Linked DNA regions of Mus musculus: region 2 is linked to region 1. The links are chromatin contacts, called in public promoter capture Hi-C maps. All regions are on one chromosome and are shown on one strand. Each heading gives the region's core, a stretch centred on a gene start, on an enhancer-like site or on the middle of the called end of the contact. The rest is flanking DNA. Distances are from core to core; before and after follow the strand shown. Region 1 holds the start of Ss18l2 (SS18, nBAF chromatin remodeling complex subunit like 2). Region 2 holds the start of Hhatl (hedgehog acyltransferase-like).

The links. Capture Hi-C pulls out chosen DNA fragments and counts their contacts.
Region 2: a contact with region 1 is called in a promoter capture Hi-C map of pancreatic islet. The contact joins the promoter of Hhatl here to the promoter of Ss18l2 in region 1. A contact is called at or near these places in 4 of 39 promoter capture datasets (the 3T3-L1 cell line, 3T3-L1-derived adipocytes, the HPC-7 cell line and 1 more), 4 of 115 datasets of contacts at active chromatin or transcription factors (the 230-238 cell line, embryonic stem cells, epiblast stem cells and 1 more) and 2 of 9 other capture datasets (adipose tissue and pancreatic islet).

The regions. Positions count from the first base shown.
Region 1 is chr9:121,709,019-121,714,899 of GRCm38.p6, forward strand. Ss18l2 (SS18, nBAF chromatin remodeling complex subunit like 2) reads left to right here and starts at 1,371. Exons shown (of 3, transcript NM_026794.2): 1 at 1,371-1,453; 2 at 1,621-1,697; 3 at 3,547-3,903. The coding sequence starts at 1,385. The coding sequence ends at 3,634. It also overlaps a transcript of Nktr not described here.
Region 2 is chr9:121,787,692-121,793,963 of GRCm38.p6, forward strand. Hhatl (hedgehog acyltransferase-like) reads right to left here and starts at 4,816. Exons shown (of 12, transcript NM_029095.2): 1 at 4,572-4,816; 2 at 2,952-3,070; 3 at 2,652-2,719; 4 at 2,086-2,199; 5 at 1,761-1,955; 6 at 1,304-1,513; 7 at 969-1,137; 8 at 468-612; 9 at 323-358. The coding sequence starts at 3,057. It also overlaps a transcript of Klhl40 not described here.

The DNA of each region.
Region 1 (5,881 bases), core at 121-2,620:
CCTCTCCATTCAGTCACTGAGGCTGACCAGCTCTCCTTCCTCAAGTGTACATTTCTCTCACAGTATCCATCTCTTCTGGGCTGCTCACCCGCAGTCATCCTCTAACTGCTCTTCCTCGAACCCAACCTCCTTTCCACCTTCATCTTATCACTGCCAAGAAAGTTTTCAGGCATTACCAGTCTTCTGCCCAAGACCATCCGTAGTTCCCACTGCCTCCTGGAGAAAGTCCAGGATTGAGTCCTCCCAGCCCCCTGATATCCACACCTATACGCTGAGACTTCTTCCCCACCTCCCCCACACACACATCTGTGCCTATTTGACACCACCTCCTGCCGAAATCAGTCCTCCACTCTAAATGGGAATTACTGAGGGTAGAGTGGTACTAAGCAAGGTGTGCACCCTGCTCTTGATGACCCCACTCTGCCCATCCTGTCTTCTGTAGAATCTCTGGGAGGGACTGATGTGTGAACTTGAGAAGTAAGAATCTCTGAGTCCAACCCCACACAGACAGGTCACCCCAACTTCTCTTATTGGATCTTCATGCCTAGAATGAAGGGAAAGCTGCTGCCTTAAACACCTAAATGAGGGTGGGCAAACCCGTTCTAGGGCAGAGAAACAGAACTCCAGGGAGTTCTCTAGATCTTCCCTCTAAATGAAGGTGTAAGGTGATGGTCATCATTGGCAATAGGACTCGGGAAAATGCATCTATTTTCTGTTCTGTAAAGTGGAGAAAATGCTAGTACTTTTTAGGGTGGCAATAAGCAATACGACTTCATAGTAAATGTTTACTTCTGTGTTACACCTGTGTTTGCCACATGTATTTGAGTGCCTGTGCAGGCCCGAAGAGGGCATTAGATCTGCTGGAGCTTAAGTTACAGGTGGTTGTGAGCCACTCGAAATGGGGAGGTTGGGAATCAAACTCTGGTCCTCTGGAAGAGCAGGCAAGGGGGCTCTTAACCACTGACCCCGGCCTGATACGCTGGTTTTAAAATTTTTTTATTGCCTAGAAAGAATCTAGACACACTCATGTATCTTTCAGGATAAGAGAACAGCTAATATCAGTGCTTTCCGGTTTGATCTGACTGGAAGGAGCCTCTCAGTTCCCACTGTACTAGAACTAGAAGGGTTTGGGACAGGAGAGCCAGGCTGAGAAACCAGCCAGCTCTTGGCCATCAATCATCAGCAAAGTCCCGCCCCCAGAGTAGCGTCATAGACTCTGCAAGAGCAAGCAAGAGCTTGCTCGCGCGTCCAATCACAGGTGACGCCCCCGCGTCGCACCCAATCAGCGTCGAGTCTCTAACACCCCCGCCTCCACGCGGGGCGGTGTAGGCTTGCGTCAGCAGCGCGCGACTCGGGGGCTCCCGAGCTTTTTTTTTTTTGCAGCATGTCTGTCATCTTCGCTCCTGACTGGCTACGCGGCAAAGCCAAGGTCAATCAAGAGACAATCCAGCGGGTGAGCGACCGAGAGCCGGAGATTTGGTGCAGGAGCTTCCTGCAGGGGCCGGACCGTGGTGGGGACAGCCTGTGGGCCGGGGAAGGAATGGGAGCAGGGTCAGCTCGGCGCCTGCCCCGGACCTCCAGCTGAGAGCCCCCTGCATTTCTTCCTCGCCCGTCTTTCAGCTCCTGGAGGAGAATGACCAGCTGATCCGCTGTATCGTGGAGTATCAGAATAAGGGCCGAGCGAACGAGTGCGTCCAGTAAGTGCCACTGGGGACGCGCGGCAGCCTTGGGTGACAAACCGACGAGAAAGGGGAGGTGCGGAAGAGGTTACTTGGCTTGAGTGGTGCTGCATGCCTGTAATCTTTGCACTGGGCAGGTTGCGGCCGGAGGATGGCCTGTGCTCCGCCCTCTAAAGGTTATTTACTTACTACTCAAATCCATATTGACAGTTTATGGTAAGAACCTGGAGTTAGTCAGGGTTTCACACAAAGCCCTGTCAGCTGGTGACAGAGGAAAGTGTCTCAAAGCTAGGCTCCGTGAGAGCCTTGGTCTCTTTATTCGTGGATTTCACTTCCATCCCCCAAAAGTAATCAGGCCATTTTGTTAACCAGCACTCAGTCAGTCTGTGGGAGATACGACCAAAAAAGGGATTTCTACGTTAAACCAGATGTCGGAATGGGAAGAAACAGAATCTGAGACCCTTTTCTAAATTTGGTCCAAGAACTAGGTCCCATTTCTTATAGACAATGCGGTATCGTTACTTAAGTATTTTTAACACCCCCCCCCTTGCCTCTTAAAAAGTCACTTACAACCATTCTCTAAGCATCTTAATGGAACAGCAGAATTGCCATTTTGCGGTGTTTATGTTTGACTCCAGCATTTGAGGTTTGCCTTTTTACATTTTAAACACGTTCTCATGTTTAGAAAATGCCTGCAGACATGCTTTTTGGTATACTGACTCTTGTGCAAAGATACAAAGGTCCTACAAATTTATTCTGTTTCTTCACATTGTGAAGGTCGAACTTCTCAAGTCTAATGACTTCCTGAATGGGCAGCAATTGACAGTGGCTATGTCATGTGCTTACTTTGGTCATACAAGGGCCTCCTTTATTCTAATCCCCCCCACCCCCCACAAATGCACAAAGGTTTCCCTGTGTAGCCCTGGCTGTCCCAGTACTTGCTCTGTAGTCCAGGTTGACTGTGAAGTCAGAAATTCCCACTGCCTCTGCCTCCCATGTGCTGGGACTAAGATGTACCACCACACCCAGCAGTGGTACTACAGACAAGGAGGCATTGTATGGTGAATAGGAAACACGAGATTCCTACTCTCTGTGGAGCTGACATTCTAGACTCTAGTACCAGAGTGGAGAAATAAAATAGACATGTAAGAATATGTGCTTTAAATGGAATAAAGGCAGGGCATGCCTGTCATGTATAGGAAGCCCTGGGTTCACTTTCTAGCACTGCAGAAATCAGGTAGGGTAAGTAGAAGACAGGGTGCAGAGTGTCCTTCATGAGGTAACATTGAGAGAAGCCTGAGCCCCAGAAATAAATAAGGCAGGCCAAAGGTGCTGGATATCCTCAGGCATACCGAGGAGGCCCCTGTGTTCAGATCTCAGTGAAGGGAAAGCCACAGGAGATGAGGACACAGAAGTGACTAGAGACCCCGTCACATAAGACCTTGTAGGAATGTGATGGCATCTTTAAGGGTTTTAGAACAGTTACATTCCAGGATCCTGATTTAAACTGCTGTCATCACTCCAGCTCTGTAGAATACAGCGGGGCTGCAATATAGGAGATGAGGAGACTGCTGTTGTAGTCCAGGCCAAAAAGGCATAGTTGTTTGATCTCGAGGGGCAGATGTGGGAGTGAAAATGGCCGAGATTCTAAGTTTAACGAGGTTGGGAAAGCCTGGTGTGGTGGTATACTTGGGGAGCCAGAGACAGATGGATCTCCTGACTTTGAAGACAGCCAAGGCTATAGTAAGACCATTTGGTTGATGACCTGTGACACTGAGTCAGAGGGAAAGCTGTTCTGCCTCAGTGGGTTTAATTAGTCTGCCTGGTGAATAAAAACAAGCATCTAATTTCTGTTTTTCACCCATAGGTATCAGCATGTGTTACATAGAAATCTCATTTATTTAGCTACCATCGCAGACGCCAACACAAGCAGTCTCACAAAGGCAGTGGAGTAGTTTTCCAGAAGGCTGTAATGAGGACTGATTGGAACCCATCTCCTGGGAATCAGAGAGCTGCTCAGAACATGGGCAAAAAGTCCCATTCATTTTAGACTGTGAAGAAACTCGCTACCAACTCTACTGTATTCTGACTATAAATATTTATTAATAAAACAGATCCCACGGTAGAACCTGAGGACCTGCGAGGACCTGAGGTGTATGACAGCGGTGTCATTGTCAACAATAGTGATTATCTGATGACATGTAATAAATGATACACGTCCGTCCTCAGTGTCCCATGTCAACTAATTACATCTTCACACAGCCCTATTTTCTCCTTTCTTTCACCTCTTTTCTTCTCCTTAAATAGTTATAAACTGTTAAAGTCTCTTTTCAGGGAGAGAAGTTGAAATAAGTACTCCTGCTAGAGGCCCACGCAAAGGGTGCATTCAATGCTGAGAGGCAAAAGGAAGGAAAAAATAACAACCAGCCCCAGGCACACCTAGGAGGTGTAGGCAGGACGTCAAGTCAATCGGGCTACATGAGCCCCCCCAAAAAGGAAAAATGTTTTTGTTAGCATATATATAATAGCTTAATGACATTTTCACACATGTATATAATGTGTCTGGTCACATTCACCCCCATTACTCACTCTTGTTCCCTTCCTGCTTAAAATCTTGATACACAACATGGATGCAATGTAAAGATACTTTGCTTTTATACTGTGAAACCAGCCAGCCATAAAGGAAAGACCGTATCTGCTTGCTTTCAGTTGCTGTCATACAACACCATGATGACAAGCATCTTGTAGAGGAAAGAGCTGTTTGGCTTAAATGTCTTGATCACAGTCCATCATGCAGGGAAGTCAGGACAAGAAGGGGGGTGGGGGGGGGCTGTAACTGAAGCAGAGCCCATGGAAGACACTGGCTTACTCTTCTTTGTTGAAAAGATTGAAAATCTGTTAATTGTTCAGCCCTTGGGGCTGGATATCTCAGTGATCCCAATCTTGCACTGAAGGCCTGGGAGATTCCTGGAGAGCTGAGGGTCTTCAGTCTGTGTAGGAATCCCAGATAAGTTGGTTCTAATACCAACCAACACCGTAATGACTCAGGGACAGGATGAATGAACTTGACAGTAAGAGCACAGCAGGCAGAAATAAGGTTTCCTTCCATGGTGCCAGCAGAAAGTGTGGCTCAGTTTAGGGTTAGTCTTTGGCTTTCACATAACCCAGGAAAACCCCTTATAAAAATGCCAGCAGCATGCCGGTCGTCGTGGCGCACGCCTTTTATCCCAGCACTTGGGAGGCAGAGGCAGGCGGATTTCTGAGTTTGAGGCCAGCCTGGTCTACAGAGTAAGTTCCAGGACAGCCAGGGAAACACAAAGAGAAACCCTGTCTCGAAAATACAAAAAGGATGCCAGCAGCTTAGACTTTAGTAGGTTCCAGATGCATTAAGTTGACAACCAGAATAGACCACCACCATGATTCTACACACAGGAAGTGTAAGTGTGGATGTACAAAGTGGGTATAAAGAATGAGGGAAGGGGCTGGAGAGATGGCTCAGTAGTTAAGAGTACTGACTGCTCTTCCAGAGGTCCTGAGTTCAAATCCCAGCAACCACATGGTGGCTCACAACCATCTGTAATGGGATCTGATGCCCTCTTCTGGTATGTGTGAAGACAGCAACAGTGTCCTCATACATATAAAATAAATAAACCTTAAAAATAAATAAAATATTGGGGCTGGCGAGATGGCTCAGTGGTTAAGAGCACTGACAGAACTTCCAGAGTTCAAATCCCAGCAACCACATGGTGGCTCAAAAAACCACCTGTAATGAGATCTGACGCCCTCTTCTGGTGTGTCTGAAGTCAGCTACAGTGTACTTATGTATAATAAATCTTTGGGCCGGAGCAAGCAGGGACTGAGTGAGCAGGGCCGACCGGAGCAAGCCCGGTTGACTGGAGTGAGCAGAGGTCCTAAAATTAAATTCTCAACAACCACATGAAGGCTCACAACCATCTGTGTACTCACATGCATAAAAAAAGAAAGAAAGAAAGAAAGAAAGAAAGAAAGAAAGAAAGAAAGAGAAAGAAAGAGAATGAGGGAGATGTATTCTTCCAGATAACAAACTTTTGGAGTTGATTGATGATAGCTACAACCAAAGGTGAGCGTACATCATACCACTTAACTGCACTTAAAGATGATTTTTAAATGGTAAAGATTATATTATGCAAACCTTACAGTTTTATAAAGGCAGGGTGGCACGG
Region 2 (6,272 bases), core at 3,566-6,065, 82 kb after region 1:
CTCTACAAGTAGGCCCTCCCAATGTCAACTAGGTTTTTCTGTGTGAAAGTGTCCTGTCCAGCTTCCCAGTTGGCAGGTAGGAATTTGGGTGCTGCCCTACTCCCCGGATACCCCTACTAAATGACCTCATACCAAGCTGCCAACTGTGTCTCTACTCCCACCATTTCTGGGACCTCACAAACTCCAAAGCTGTCTGTCACCGAGGCAGCTGGCACAGGCTCCTCACTGCTTCCTGCTTCCTCTGGCTCAGAGCCAATCTCTAAAACATTCAACGACACCCCCCCCCCCCCAGCAGGAAGGCTGGTATCGTTCTCCAACTCACTTGCAAAGCCAATCATTGATACCACGGTCGAAGTGCCTGTGGGGAGAGCACATGAGTGTGAGTCTGCTAGATGCAGATCTTTTGGGCATGGGCAACGAAGCTAAGGAGGGGTGGGGACTAGAGACACGAGGCCCTCTTCACTCACGTTTCCCCGAAGACATAGAGCGCAGTAATGCACTTGGGAGGCTGAGGAGGGTCCAGGTGGTCCAGGCGTGCCACAGTGTTGACAACACCAAACAGGACCGCTGCCTTCACCCAGTCATACACCAGGTTTGAGTACGCCAGGCCAGCTGGGGACAGGTGACATCACTGTCTGGGGGTCAGTGCACTGAACACCCCATATGAACAACCAAATTCTGAGCCTTGCCTCTCCCATGGATAGAGAGTCTTGTTTCTGTCCCACGCTCACCTTCACAGAGACCCTGCACCTCCCTGGAGGTATGTGCCAGGCCCCAGTGACCCATGAAAATCAGCCACCGCCCTCAAGTGCCACCCGCGGTTTGGGATAGTAAGGGTTTGGTGTGATGAAGGAAATGAGCGTCCCTACACGTTTCAGACTCAGTTCCGAGTCCTAGCACCCTTGGGTGCTGTGTGCATGATAGTGTGCCAATGAGGGCCCTGCCTCTACCCTGCACTTGGGACCCACCAAGAGCACTGTCTGGGAGGCGGCTGGCGAACTTGAGATCGCTGGGGATGGTGAGGATGTAGAAGAAGTGAAAGAAGACGTCAACAGCCACGATGGCTGCCGCGCTGAGTCCCGCCTGGGCCTGAATGTGCCATAGCTCGCCCTCTGGCCTCACTGGCTCCTGGCTCACCTGGAGGGGCAGAGCCCTGTCTGAGAGGGAAACCACAAAAGGCCTGGGGAGAGGAGACACAGCGTCCTGAGGACGGGGTGCTCGTGCCTGGGAGCTACGTCTAAGACGGCAGGTCAGGAAAAGGAGACTCGACTACGCTCTGTGAGCCCACGGGGTTTCCCCTCACCTGAGCATGGAAGCGGTCGAAGGTCATGATGGGTCCGAAGAAGAAGAAGGGCAAGTAGAAATTGTACTTGAGCAGGTCAGCAAGGGAGTAGCGGCGGTCGGGGTGGGCGCAGCTCTCCAGGGCGAAGCTGGTGCACCGCAGAACTGTGAAGCTGCTGCCACCGTGGAACAGTACGTCTTGAAGATCAAAGGTGCCTGTTACAAACCCACTCTGGAAGGAGACAGCAGGCCCCCGGCTCACTAGCAGGTCTGTGCTTCTGAGGAAAGCCCCTTCCCAGCTTCCCATAGGAGCTGGGTCCAGCCCTGTCAGGCAACAGTGGCTGGCTTTAGCTCTGCAACATGACAGAGCAGGGGATGATAGGGCAAGGAATAACCTGGGGTGCAAATGGTTACCTTATTCAAAGGCTTGGAGGGGAGACCTTTGGGGTCTCGGCACTATCCCCACTACTCTTGCATACCTGCCAAGAGATTCCAGGGTCAACCTTGAAGGACGCCAAGCTGGCCAGACCAAGGGCAAGGCACAGCCAACGCTGGCCCAAGAGTGAGGCCACATAGAGGACCATACAGTGGCCAAGCAGCAGCAGCAGGTACCATGGGCCCATTGTGCCCACCACAGCCAGGACTCCATATACAGCATACATCCAGGAGCGGAGCTGTGGACATAAGTGGCCTTAGTTAACTTCTCTGTGCACATGGGAGGGGACCCTGGGATAGGTGTCCCATGGCATTCAGGACAGAGAAGGGGCAGACAGGGGCAGGCCACATACCCGAGGCCCCTCTTACCTGGGGGGCCACCATCGTGCAGAGTTTGGCAAACAGCACGTGTCCAGAGAGGGCAAAGACAATGACATTTCGGAAGTTGGTAAACCACATCACCCACTCGAAGTCAGCCACATCCTGGACAGCCCAAGCAAGGAGAAGAAAGGCAGGTGAGGGCAGTGGAGAGGGAAGAGCCAACCAGAGATCCTGTTCAAGTTCTGGGACAGTGGCTGTAGGTGGTGTCTGCCCTCACTCTGAGGGAGATGTCTGGGAAGAGGGAATGGATGAAGGTCCTAAAGAACCCCTCAAAGTTCTGCCTCCCCTGTACTCAGCTCATTCCTAACATTCTACCCACCCACCCACCCCACCCCCTGACCGCCACCGCCACCGCCACCGCCACCACCATTGCCTCGTTCTGGAAGGCAGGAACCAGCGGTCTAGCTTGTACAAAATGAGCCGGAAGGTCTTGAAGTTCAAGGCAGAGCCTTCCTTGCCATATGGCATGAGAACAACAGCAAGAATAGAGTAGGGAAGGACGTGGGGTGTGGTGTGTCCAGGGGCCAGGGACCAGAGAGGCACGGGAAACTTACCATCTTCCGGCCCAGGTACTCCCAGCCAGGTCTCACAGACTCCCGGAAGGCCTTCCTGTGGGCCCCATCTGAGAACAAAGTGTAGCCTATGAGTAGGGGCCGCATATATGCCTTCCCTGGGCCACCCCACCTGAGGAGGGAGAAAGGGGGGCTTTCTGGGCTGCAGGGGTCTTTGAAACTGTGCCCAATCCGGGGCCTAGAGGATCCTCAGGGTCTGCAGCCTCCAAGATTCTGGCCTGTTGGTCAGAACTCTGAGGCTTTCCAAGCTCCTGTCCCAGACCCCCCTCTTCCCCCCGTTACCTTGTGATGCCTCCAGGAGACCTCGGCCGGCATAAGCCAGGGCACCGCTCAGCACCAGTGAATAGAGGCCGAGCTCAGCTGCAGGCAGTGCTGTCTTGATGCCCATGGCCTGGAGAGGGCTGAAGGAGAAGCATGAGTGAGAACCCCCAGTCCCAGCCTTGCCTCGCCTCCCCTGGTGGACCCTCTGAGGAGACTGGTCCACTCAGCCATCCCCTGGGGATGCTGTCAGTAAATCTACCCCCCCCAACACACCCAGACACCTTCTTCCTTTCCTCTGCAGCTCTCAATCTTGCTTCCTTTGAAGATTCTCCAAAGCCCAGACTTCGCACAGACTAGCTTCCTCTCCTTCATACCTCTCTGATGGGCTGACAAGTTTGGGACACCAAACTGTTCCTGCAAGACTTCCCCAACCATGGGGTCTTTCCCATGGTGGAAGACTCTGTCAGTTCTCCCGTCTCACAGTGAGCCTCTCTTAACCTCAGCAAAGCCCTGCCCACGAGGTCCCCTGAGATCCCGTGAACTCCTCTAGCACTAACTTCCCAGACTCGCTCAACTCCGGGCTCTGCTGACTCCATTCCTCCGCCAAGCCGTGAGTCTGTTTTATCTCAGGTCCCTGCCTGTGTTCACCCACTGTCCCCCTTGAAGTGCTGTGTAGTCTAAGCTCTTGCTGCAGGCTGGATGTTGGGCTCTTTGAGGCCCCAGAGTGGCCAGAGCTGGACCAGGCAGGGCCAGGCAGCAACTGGGAGGGTGCTGGCTGCTGTCCAAGGTGCTGACTGGTATCAAGTCCAGGATGTGTCTGGTCACTCCCTCTGGCTACCCTGCTGGGCCATCCCTGGGGTCTGGGCCAGTACCTAAGCCCCTCCCACCCTCTTCAGCCTGGCCGCCAGTCTTCCAGTGGTTGCTTAGGTCCAGACCTGGAACCGAGGGAAAGGGGAACACGGTGCAGTGCCCTTTTGGAGATGGGTAGGGTCACCCCATCTCTCCCAACCCAAGATCTCCCAGTTGCAGATCTGTCTCCTCCAGCCCTGTAGTTGGGGCTCTGGGAGGCCGCTCCTTGCTACACTGACAGAGAGGTGTGGGTCACAAAGGGTCAGGGACCCGGGAGGCCATCCAGTGAGCTTCTCTGAAGGGCAGGTGCTCCTGGTGAGTCCCGGCTCAGACCAGACCACGCTGGCCCTGCTCGCTCCCGGCCTGGCCCTCCTGAGCAGCCTCTGCACTGTGGCTGGAGGGCTGAGACACCTCTTCATCGGCAGGGTGGGGGAGGGAAGCACAGGATCAGGTTAGTGGAGCAGGAGAGTGAAACCGGAGCGGATGAAGAGCGCACAAAATAGCTGTGTCAGCTGCCTCCCACTCGCCACTTTCCAATTTTAGCTCCCCATGGCCGGTGGGGAGTGTCCCCAAAGAGGCCTCAGCAAGGGGTTGGCCCCCAGCCTGGGGCCCCTCCTGATGGACCCCTGGACCTGTGCTGACTGTGGACCTGGGCGCCCTTTGCCCAGCACTTGGCTCAGGTGCACCTGGAGTGAAGCCCACCTTGGGGCTCGTGGTCTGGGATGAGGGTTCTGAGCTGAGTCCCACAGACCTCAAAGGCTCCAAAGGGCTGCACACCCAACTTGCACTGACCTTGAAGAGGCTGCGAGGAACCCTGGCGCGCTGCCCACCTCAGGGCTCCGGGGTCTTGAGTCCGACCGTGAGTCTGTCCGGCTGGCTGAGCTGTGGGGCTTCGATGGGGTGTGTCCAGCTCTGGGGTCCCCACCCCCTGGAGGCTAGAGCGGTGAGTGGTGACAGCCGGAGGTGGGGGGGGGGGGAGGAGGTGGCCTTCCTGGAGTGGAGCAGACCGTTTGTGGAGCAGAGCCGAGTGCTGCAGTGCACTTGGCCACAGGGAGCTGCGGGGAGTGGCAGGGAGGATGTGGGGGTGATGAGAGGGAGAGGAGGTTTCTGGGGACACAGGCTCAGGCAGGGGCACCTGGGCCTCACTTGACCTCCCTCTCCTCAGCCCTGGAAAGCCTGTGCTTCTCTTTGTGCGGTGCCAGGATCTCTTCTTCCAGGAAGGCCTCCAGGCAATCTCTGCAGAACTCTGGTCAGCCCTGCTCCCACTGCCTGGGCACCCATATACTGTATGTGCAGGCTTGCACACCTGGGTTCTGTGAACTCCAGCCACAGCCTTTACCTGTGACCCCTCAAGGGTGCCCAGGGCAGGTCTACCTAGTTCCCACCCTGCGCCTCCATCCTGACAAGAGCCTGGGCTAGACAGGCACGGGTGTTAGGGCAGGGCTAGCATTTCTGGTAGAATTGGTACTGGCAAGGACCATGGTGCTGGAGGCTCCAGGGGTGACATCAGGGTCACCTGGAATGGATGGTGTCCTCTTAGTGGCAGGCAAGAAGCCCTCATGTGAAATCCGTAAGCACCTGAGGCCCGCTGGGCAGGGCCCGGGAGATCTCCACTCTTGAGTCTTCCTCTGGGGTGAGATCCCCACAGTAGAGGGGTCAGGATGTGTGGCTGCTCTCACGTGCGAGGGCTCAAGGAAAGGCCCTGGGACCTCCCATATAAGCTCACTTGAGGATGGACAGGGCAGAAGGTATGCCTCTACCCAGGAGGGTCCTGTAAAAACCCTGGGAAGTTAGGCCATGAGCTTCCTCCCAGGAATGCAGACACGTGGGCCCAGAGGACACAGCTGAGAGGGCACTACACATACTCTCCTGAGTGACTGAGAAGCCATGATGCTGGCCTCCGACCCTGAACAGGGTTGGGCAGGGGTTTGCAGTGGAGGGGCTGTCTGCTGCTGTGACTGGGATCCGGATGCTAGAGGAGGCTGGGATCAAAGGATGAGGGGAGGTTAAGCAAGGTTCTGGCTTTCTGGGCAGGTGTGGTTGACACCAGAGCAGTGTGTTGAGGCACAACTAGTAGCTATCATGGATAGTAAATAATAATAGCCAGGACGTGGGAAGAGTAACTCTCTTTAATGTCCCCACAGTCCACAAGGACTGTCTCCAGTTGGTAGAAAGAAAACTGAGGCCTAAGGTGAAATAGTCAAGGTCAAATCCAGTAGCCTCTGGGAGGGACTGCCCCACAGGGGGAGACCTCAGTCTATCCACAGCAGAGCAGGTGAGGCCCCGTGAGCAGGCCACGCACTTGGTGTGCTGTGTAGCAGTGTCCTCTGAGATGAGACATTTTATCCTCAGGGAAGGAAGCTCCTCATGACTAAGGAAGTAGACAACTCAGAAGCTTCAGCAAGTCCCCGAAACTGACCAGATACACTAGACCCCACCCTTCCCAATTTAACTGTAAGGGCTGCTGAGACGCCCTGTAAGGGCACCAAGACA